Regions from separate parts of the Rattus norvegicus genome. Here regions 2 and 3 are each linked to region 1. Evidence: chromatin contacts called from public Hi-C and HiChIP or PLAC-seq data. All regions are on one chromosome and are shown on one strand. The core of a region is the stretch at or near the end of the contact, and the rest is flanking DNA. Distances in the headings are between cores, read along the strand shown.

What was found. A called contact is a pair of places that touch in the nucleus more often than the background predicts. HiChIP or PLAC-seq counts read pairs in DNA pulled down with a chosen protein or histone mark.
Region 2: a contact with region 1 is called in an H3K27ac HiChIP or PLAC-seq map of oligodendrocytes, with 4 times the contacts expected there. The contact joins two enhancer-like sites. A contact is called at or near these places in 2 of 12 Hi-C or Micro-C datasets (frontal cortex and prefrontal cortex) and 1 of 1 datasets of contacts at active chromatin or transcription factors (oligodendrocytes).
Region 3: a contact with region 1 is called in a Hi-C map of prefrontal cortex, with 5 times the contacts expected there. The contact joins two enhancer-like sites. A contact is called at or near these places in 3 of 12 Hi-C or Micro-C datasets (Schwann cells, frontal cortex and prefrontal cortex) and 1 of 1 datasets of contacts at active chromatin or transcription factors (oligodendrocytes).

What each region holds. Positions count from the first base shown.
Region 1 is chr2:16,572,532-16,575,928 of GRCr8, reverse strand. It overlaps LOC102554306 (a long non-coding RNA gene), which reads left to right. Exons shown (of 4, transcript XR_590807.4): 1 at 1-873. Among named protein-coding and RNA genes, the nearest start is that of Tmem161b, 130 kb to the right of the region's middle. Within about 2 kb of position 1,273, at least 71 of the 93 cell types and tissues checked have an H3K27ac peak or open chromatin away from gene starts, as enhancers often do. A contact at or near this core is called in prefrontal cortex, where this site is marked.
Region 2 is chr2:16,281,529-16,284,513 of GRCr8, reverse strand. All of the region lies in intron 1 of LOC108349917 (a long non-coding RNA gene), which reads left to right. Among named protein-coding and RNA genes, the nearest start is that of Tmem161b, 160 kb to the left of the region's middle. Within about 2 kb of position 1,348, at least 31 of the 93 cell types and tissues checked have an H3K27ac peak or open chromatin away from gene starts, as enhancers often do.
Region 3 is chr2:16,883,870-16,887,030 of GRCr8, reverse strand. No RefSeq gene overlaps it. Among named protein-coding and RNA genes, the nearest start is that of Tmem161b, 440 kb to the right of the region's middle. Within about 2 kb of position 1,345, at least 23 of the 93 cell types and tissues checked have an H3K27ac peak or open chromatin away from gene starts, as enhancers often do. A contact at or near this core is called in prefrontal cortex, where this site is marked.

The sequences.
Region 1 (3,397 bases), core at 24-2,523:
AGTCGCTGTTTCACTGCAGTCTGAGGGCTCTCGGGGCTGTTTCCGGTTGGGCTGTGAAGCACCACCTACAGATTTTCCTCCTGCTAGCGCCGGAGCAGCTCAAGGGCAGAGACCGCTCTGAGCTGCTGGGGTTTTTTGTTGTTGTTGTTTTTGGTTCTTTGGTTTTTTTTCTCCCTAATTTCCGTGGCACCTGAGAACTGGGAGATACATGAAGCGCTTCGCTTGGAAGATGCTCAGCACACAATACGCCCTGGATTTTAAAAAGCGGGTGGGGGGTCGGTAAATTATCTTAACAAAGTGCAGTTTTAAATTTGCTATGCCCTCCCTTCTCCACCGAGTAAGATTTGAGGGGAAACTGCTGCAATTCCCTTTAGAAAGTCCTCAAGGTATTTCGGGGCTGAAGTAGATCTATAAAACAAGGTCATTCCACAGTTCGGCTTTCTCCTTAGTGGATCTCCAAGCACTCTACAAGCGCTGTTTTCACGGTGACATTTCCCCCTACTTTTAAGTCAGTTCAGCGAGGTATTCAAAACTTGAAAACGTTTAGGGCGTCTCGAAAGGGCTTTGGACGCAGTCTGCATATGCATAATAGCATATTGGCCTTCTCACAGAATTATTATTTTTTCCTTTCCGTGGGCCCCAGGTCATGTTTCCGGAGTTATCGTTTAACTGCCCACCTCAAGCAGGTCCCGCGCCAACGCTCTCCGGGCTAGCCGCACTCCCCACCCTTCCTGCACCTAAGAAGATATAACGCCCTTTGATCTCCTCTCCAGTGCTTTGTGGCTTAAGGAACCTTGATGTGCAAGATAAATACAGACTGTAACTGTGGGCACGCGGAGCCATCTATCATCACCCTGCCTCTGGACGTGACCGGTACTTTGTGTATTTTAGAGAAATTAATCTGCTCTTTAGTGAGAGAAAGCCAAGGGAAGCATGCACCATCTTCCTGCAGACTCAACAGAGCATTTTCAACGTCTCTGGCTCCCCGCACCGCAAGCCACAAACTTGACCTTCGAGCGGATTTCAAAGGCAGAGGTTTCCTCCCTCTCCTTCTCTGACTCCTATGGCGCGCCTGGGCATCCTTGTGGATAGCAGCTGCCTGGACCAGAGCTGGGAACTACACGTCGAGGAGGCTGGGAGATACTAATGGGCGGCGTGGTGGGGGCTGGGGAGCGAGGAAAAGCTGGGCGGGAGGAGAGGGAGAGAGGAGGGAGTGAGAGGAGGGGTGGAGGGGGAGGATGGATCTGTCTGCATATGCATGAAGCACCCAGCACTGCCCTCTTCCCAAGCAGCTGCTGCTCTGTCGGAGGCAGAGGAGGGAGGGGGAAGGGAAGGGAAGGACCAAGATGGGCGGGGCTGCAGAAACTGCCGCTAAACTGGACGCTGGTTTGGAGGGCGAAAGAGGTGATTTGCATGGCGTCCGGTGATTGGCTGAGGTCCGGGGGCTGGGTCTGAGAGGCGGCCCCTGAATGGTTTAAGGAGAAAAATCTCTGAATTCTGATTTCTGAAAGTCGCAGCAGCGGGGTAGATGCAGTATGCGATCTGGACGCCAGGAGGCGCGATGTCCTATCTTTGTTCTGCTTAAAGGGTCCTTTTCCGTCCTCCCTCAGCCGTCCCCGCCCCCACCCCCACACGCAGGCTCACGCAGAAAGTGCAGAGAAACCCTGTGATCCAGTCAACTGGCACTGCCCCGTCTATTAAGAAAGATGAACGCTCCTTTCTCTTCCATCTCCTTCATGGGAGACCACTTTTCATTTCAGATTATCACATCAATAAATATCCTTCGAGGAACAAAAAAGGCATGTTGCCAAAAGATAAAAGAATATATGTGAGATGTGTGGACTGTAGAGAAAAGCACTACACGAAGGCAAAAGAATAGAAGCACGCATGTAAATAACGCACACAATCACATCAAGAACACAAAACACAAGGGCAGATACAGACAGATCACCCGGAGAGAACATGGGCTGCTCCCAAGGTCCTCAGAGTCTACATGCTTCTCACACGCTGAAGCACACACCCGCTGACGAGCCAATGGTCTTTCTGAACACACAAGCACACACAAGCACACACACGCACACGTACAGAATCCACACCTCAGAAAATGCATTCATGCAAATTCACACGCAGAGAAAATATTGCCGAAGAAATACTAGAGCAGAATTAAAATGGTTCATCCCCTCCCCCTCCAAAATATACTCAAGCAGAATGATTCTATTTGCATATTACTAATACACGCAGGGCGCTAAAAGGGGGAAAATGGCTCCATTTGAGGCACACACTAGAGAATACATGTATACAATACACACGCACGCGCGTCTGTGGGCGGGACACACCCACAGCCTGTGTCCTCCGCCCATGGGCACAGGCAGAGGACAGATCAGCAGCAGCGCTCAGTACAATTGTCGGAAAAAGAAACCCACCCTATTCAGCTATGAAACATGTCAGAGAGCCAAGGGTTTCTAAGACCCACACCAATACATTCTTGTTACCAAAGTGAGTTGGATTCAAAGAAATAATTAATGCATCTTAGATAATTGAGTGCTGGAACCTATTCGCTCAAACAATACTTCGAAATGACTTCAGCCTGAATATAGCTTTCTGAAACGCTTCTTTAAAAATCTCTAAGAAATTAGACATTCATTTGCTATGCTTTCCGTTGGTTTGTCTTTTATTATTTTTTTTGAAAGCACGGTAGAGACAGCATTTTTCTCTTTCTCCAAAAGACGGGAACTGATCTAGTTTTGTGAACCCAGGAGCTTCCCAGTTGTTTTCCCAGTAAAAAAAGGTGGCAGGGAAGGTCCTCTGCTTACCCTCCCAGCCAGACAGCACCACAAAAGGCATTATTACACACCCCAAATTGCAAGGGCTGTCTATATATTTACGAATCTGTTCAAATATTTAACCTCTTAACTTGCTAAATACCCCCCTCTTCTTCTTTTCTCCCTTGTGCTCTCTCTCTCCCCCCTGTCTGTCTTCTCTCCAGTCCTTTCTTTTTCTCTTTCTCTTTCTAAAAAGGAAAGGCATAGAAAGCCCCCTTTCTGGAGTTCTTGGCGTTAATGTCACAGTCTCCACCTGACACTGTTTTACTCTCGATTTCATACCCTAACAATTGTGGGAGCTTTTTTGTTTGTTTGCTTTTTGCGGTCCCAAAGACCGAGTTTGAATCACCAGTTACGTGTCTTAAGTAGAAGCATTGGGGCTGCCCCCACCCCGCCCCCTCTGCCAGCTTTTAACAGCTCCTCGGAATGCTTCACCTAAATCCGAAGGAGCTTACTGACACTCTAGAAATCTTCAGATTCCCCACCCTCTCCGTCCCCACACTCTTCATCCGTGATGAGCGATAAGCGCTTCTTTGGTCCACTTCTTTCCTGTCAAGGAATGAGTAGGGGGACAA
Region 2 (2,985 bases), core at 99-2,598, 290 kb after region 1:
TTGGATGCATCGCTTTATACTTTTTAAGCTGGTGGAAGATATAGAACTTTTTCATATTGTTCTGTAATTTATGTTTTAGCGTATGGTCCTAAAGTCCTGGTTACCTCAGGAAGAAGAAAGTGTTTGTTTACATTAGTTGCTATAGCAACAGTAGTTAGAAACTGTAGTTGGGTGAGGATGAGGAGCAGCACCTAGGCCTTCAGCTCTTCTGCATGGATAGCTCTCTAAGAGTCCGAGAGTGTCTTCAGTGTATTGCTCACTTGTTCACCAACTTACTGTGAGAATACATTGAGAGATATGACTCATTTGTTTGTTTCCCCCATTCTGTTTCTGTTGCCTCAGAAATCAGGCTTGCTCTATTCAGAGAATGCAGAGATGTTACGACCTTTTAGTGTTTCAACAAAAAAGTCGAGGGTATGGAGTCAGAAATACTCTCCCAAAATGTTAAGGGCCGGGTTGCTGCTGTTACTTCTCTGTGCAGACTGATGGAGACCGGTGTTACAGACTTTGCTTTGTCCTCTCTCTCCTTCATGGTTTACTTTTATAAATTGGCCATACCCTTTCCCACTAGGTTGCTAGATTTGGTCCATTCTTCCTCTAGTACATTCTCCTTGTTGCTCTCAGAACTTATTTGAGGTTTGGACTGGTGGTGTTTTTCCTATTTTTCAAAGCTTTGGGATTCAGACATGAAGAGCTAAGACAGTTCTCTGGACATGCTCACAGATTCCACCTAAGATCATAAGCCGTGCTTTTGCCCTTATGGGAAAAAGAGAAAAAAATGCACAGGCTTCTGATACTAAGGGCATCCTGGACATACACCTTGTCCCCTTCCTCTTGGCCTCATTTGCCCTGAAGAATGAATATATTCATCCCTAAAGTTGCTGCTTCAAAGTGACCAGTGAGATGCTAACAGGTCAGCTGGCTGTCCTGTCGGACAGAGGGTTCATAAATCAGAGAAGGGTTGGTATGGTTGAAAGACGAAGGTAGTCCAGCCTGAGGGGAGCGCCCTGTAAATCTCTCCAGGAGCTTTTTTCCTGGTAGGGCTAAGGGTGGGGGTTGGAGTTGGGGTGGCCATGGCTTGGCTGTTATTCATGCCCTGGCCCTCCTGCAGTGGGTGCTAACTTCTTGTGCATGAGAGCTGCCTCCACCCTTCCCAAACATCGGCTGCTTGGAAAAGTCAAGCACGGCTGAGCTCTGATTTTCATTTAATAGTCAAAACCAAGATGCATTTGGACTATGATGATAGGACAGCTCCCTTGAAAAGATTATTTGAACTACAAAGGCATTCATTTAGGGCTAGCGATGTTGCAAAAGGGCCTGCTAGAAATTAGCAGCCTGTCCTGGCATTTGGAGAGCAAGAGTGACAACTTACTGGAAGTTCTCAAGAAATCATTTAGATTTCACACTCCACTAGGCAGCTGATTTGAGATTGTCTGTTAGCATAACAAAGGCTCTGAGCCTGTGAACTTCAGAAACCTTTCGACCTCTTAGCTGCTGGCATGAATAGCCCCCAGTCCTGCCTATAGAGATCTCCCAAAGCTCCCCTGTTCGTGGCTAAATTGTTAATCAGGGTAATTTAATATAGTTTTCAATATGCCTCATCTCTTATTGGGAAAGGTATTCACAGCTTCCCTACCCCTGAAAAAAAAAGTTCTTTTATTCGAGTGTGAGAGGGGCAGCTGCAGACAGACCCCCGGCTCTTACTTCACCCCCCCCCCCCCCATCCCACTCCTTCTTCCCAGCCACGGCGGCATTCTGAGTAGCAACCACATGGAAAGGCCAGAAAGAGAACTGGGTTGACATTCCCTGTGGGTGCACTCCACCCTGAACCTGAAACTCAGGGCTGTTTATGCTGGGAGACAACTAAACAAAAACCTCATGCTCAGTCATAACTAAAACCTTAGAGCGAACACACACACACACACACACACACACACACACACACACACACACACACCCTGTTCTCCACCTCCCTTGCCCCTCCCCCTTCATCCCTCAGCTCAGCTGCTCTCCTGGCCCTGACAAAATGCACCAGACCCCAAGGCCTGCTCATTTTCATTTTGTCTGAGGCAGAGGCAGCCTGCCCACTCCTTTGCACAGCTATACTCGGCCTGTCCCCTGCATCTACTCTCAGTGTAGCTCCCTTGCAGCGTCAATTCACATGCACATTAGTTAGCTGAAGAGCAGGAGCACAAATATATTCATTTTAATCCAGTTAAGACCTAAGAGGTCTCATAGGATATTATTCAATAGTTTGAAAACCAAGTATAAAACTCAGATTTCGCTACAGCGTTTCATCTGAGAGAGGCCTACAGTATGCCTTTCTTTGCTTCCCACCAGTGCATGCTCAAGAAATAAAGTGAATAATAAAACAATTACAAGCAAAGAACCAGCTGCAGGTGGAGGTTCTGTTAAAATATTGTATTGTTGACTCTGTTAATTACCATACTTCTAGTGCCCGTGTGTAAATTCAGAATGAGAATTTTATATATGAGAGGGAAAAAAATATGAAGTCTTTCTTTCTTTCTTTCTTTCTTTCTTTCTTTCTTTCTTTTTTGATTAAAAACAGAACAATATATCTCTTAATCATATAGTTAACCTTCCGTTCCCACATGAGAATTTTAGGCCATTTCTAAACTGTATTTGGGTACCCTGATGCTGTAACTGTAGTTTTCTTTGGGGTTGTCTTTGTGTGTGCTGACGCCTTGTGCCTTGAGGTCTTCTTGCCTGTGTCAGGCTATGGTAGGTGTGTTTTGCCTCTTGGCCTCCTGAAGTTCAGCCAGCATCTAGATCCCAAAGTATTTTCTTTGGTATCTTTCTAGATTAGTGTGGTTCCTGATGCAGTTAGACTTGCTTCACTCACTTGGGATCCTAATCTGCTATCACCAAAGTGCTAGAAAGCAGGGAGACAATTCTCTTTATTGCACCAGGGAAAGATTAGTCAAGTGCCCAAACAGAAAAACACATCAGACCCACTCTCAGGTG
Region 3 (3,161 bases), core at 96-2,595, 310 kb before region 1:
CAGTAGTTTTTTAAGGGCATATAAAACTTTGAGTCTAATACCTTTGAATTATTAAAGTGCTGAAAATGATGAATTTTTCTGAAGAAATTTGTAGCATGTTTTTTAGTTATAATATTAAAATTCAGTGTCATGGTCATTTAAGAAAAGTAGGTGGTAATAGGAGAAAAACTGTTTTGCTTTAGAAAAAGGACAGAAAGTCAAGCCACATGTGGTTGTCGTGTAGCTACAAACATGTAATCCCTGACTTTAAGAGGCAGAAGCTGGAAAATCCTGTGTTTGAAGTTAGTGTGAGCAACATAAGTGAGGTTTGGCTGATTTTGAAAAACTAAGTAAAGATCAAGATAAGAAACCCATGGGTTTGTACAGTGAATATACACTGATGGAAACATTAAACAAAGTGGTCAGGGACAATTTGAGAAAAAGGGAGGAGATGAGTGTGTGAGAGATGTAGGAGGAAGGTAGGTGATGAATGGAGCACATGAGAGATACATAGCCACAAGTAAACTCATGCTCTACAGTGAATATTCTCTAATTATCAAAACTATACAAGAAATATTCTTTATTTTTAAAAGTCTTCACTTCGTAATAACTGAGAAAAACAAAGATATATGTGGGTCCCATGTGCCATGGACCCTTGGTGGATAGCTTTGTGACCACTGCTGCCCAATGCTGACTTGAACTCAGAAGTCTGATAACCTAAGACAGTAGCAAAATTTCCATTCATGTGTTTGAAGAGAACATTTAAATAATGGTTTAATTAATTAAGGTAAAATTTTCTGTTCAGGAATGAAGCTGAGGGAATGACGAGGAGAGTGGGTCCTGGTATTGTATCAAAGTTATATTGGTTTTCTGATTGAAAGTCCATCATAAGCATCTGATCTACAATTGGTTCACTTAACACAGTTTTCTACACAGCTATCCCCTAGGCCAGAATTGCCTAATTGCACTTAAACAAAGAAAAAGTATTTTTCTGTTGGGAACTACAATGAAGCACAAAATCATTTTATTTTTCTTTTGTATCATAGGAATATTTTAGAGTATGTTTCTCTGTTCAAAGAGGTTCACCAGGAGCTTATTTTCATGGCATTAATGTGGCATGCCATTCTTGGAGGGGAACTGTAGGTGTTGCTGCAGCCACATTGCTGGGAAAGCTAGGCTAGGCTGCAATTCTGTGGCTTCTTGCAATTCTATTTTAGTGTTGTCCTCTCCCTCCCACTCAAATTCTGTCCCTTCATGTGTTTGGCTGTGCTGCATCCTCCAGGCTTTTACACTAAATATACTCTTAGCAGGGGGGAGCAGAATTTGCTGATGAGTCACTGTTTCTGAAGACTCATCTCTGGTGGACAGCTCCTGGACTAGAATAGTTCCAGCTGGACAGAGGAGTAGGGAGAGCAGGAGTTAGTCCACTGTGTTCTACAAAAACAGCCAAGGCAGAGCCGGAGTGGGAGGATTCAGAGCACACTGATACATGGTACATAGTATACTTACACTGATACATGGTACATAGTATACTTACACTGATACATGGTACATAGTATACTTACACTGATACATGGTACATAGTATACTTACACTGATACATGGTACATAGTATACTTACACTGATACATGGTACATAGTATACTTAATACATTTTGGTGAAGGAGACTGTTGTCTTAAGATATACTCTCAGGCTCAGAAATTGTATTCATGGCTTGTGTAGGAGGTCAGACTCTTTGTTTTCTTTCATGTTGGAGTTGTTATTCTTTGACCCGTTCTCTGAGCATAATTTGTTTCCAGTCCCTTTGTTCTATGAGTGAAAAGGTCAAGGCCTTTTGACATGGCATGAACATTCAGTGCACCAGGGGAAACTTCACCAGCAGTGCTGGACTTAAAACAACTTCCGAGCAAGCAGAGTCAAACACAGGAAGTGTTGTTCCAATCCCCAGAGGGTACTGGCTTTGTTGATGAGCCAACTTACATCATGTTGAATTGTTGAATTGCTAAGCACAGCTATCTTGAATGAACAGATATAGCAATGACTCCAGACCCAGATGAGGAATTTGTAGGCATGAGATAGCAACATCACTCTCCTGAAGTGTCCCCTACAGGAATCTAAATACAGAGTGGCTATTTTCTTAAATAGGAAAAGTTCCATCTCAGGTCCCCACAGTACAATCCATGTTAAATGATTCTCCAAATGAACAAACACTGCCTTGATGAGACAGTAAATTTAGTGAGAAAAATAATCAACCAGAAATGCAGGAAAATGTGACTTTTTAATAAATGATCTAACCAAGAAGTGAATTGCCCATTAAATTTTATATATACAAGACCATTTTACTGGTATTAAATTAGTACAGAAAATATTGACCTGTTCAATATGGCATGGGAAACATTTTTATTCACATAGTCTATGTAAATTTTTAAGTACTATGAATTAAATGTTATGTTACTCATATGGAATAATGTTCAAACTTTGTCTCACATATTAATTGAGAAAGAAAGATGTACTGTTTTGTATAAGGTCATTCAGTAAATTTAAAACAGTACAACATTTAATTCCCTAAATCATTGGCATCCTGAATCTTTTAAATGAGTAGATTCTAAAGTATATTGGAGAAGTTCTGAGGTTCAGAAATATGAACATTTCATACACCAGTTCTCTGTGTAAAAATATATTCTAGAAAACACACACACATACACACAAACACACACAAACCTTATTGTTTGTTGTTGTTGTTGTTGTTGTTGTTGTTGTTGTTGTTGTTTTTGCTCCATAGATGAGGTCTTACTAGGTAGGCATCCTAAAGAGCCTAAAACTCACAATGTAGATCAGTGGGCCTCTAATTCTCAGAGATTTGCCTACCTGTTTCCCAGGTGCTAAGTGAGATTAAAGGCATATGCCGCTACACTAAACACTACCAAACATTTCTATAGCATCAAAAATCATGCAAAACTGACAAAAAAACTAATGCAGTTCAGAAAAGAGTCCCAAACAAATAAGCCTGCAGAGAACAGCCCTTTTGCTTTCAGATAGTAAGGATACTTGGATGGCTGTCCCCACCCTGCTTATTTGTTGGCTGATTCTTATCCTGAGTATGACTTTCCTCAACTATAAGTGGGTATGATAAGATCTGTCCTCACTCACGAATGCTATGAACATCAAATGGAACTATGAA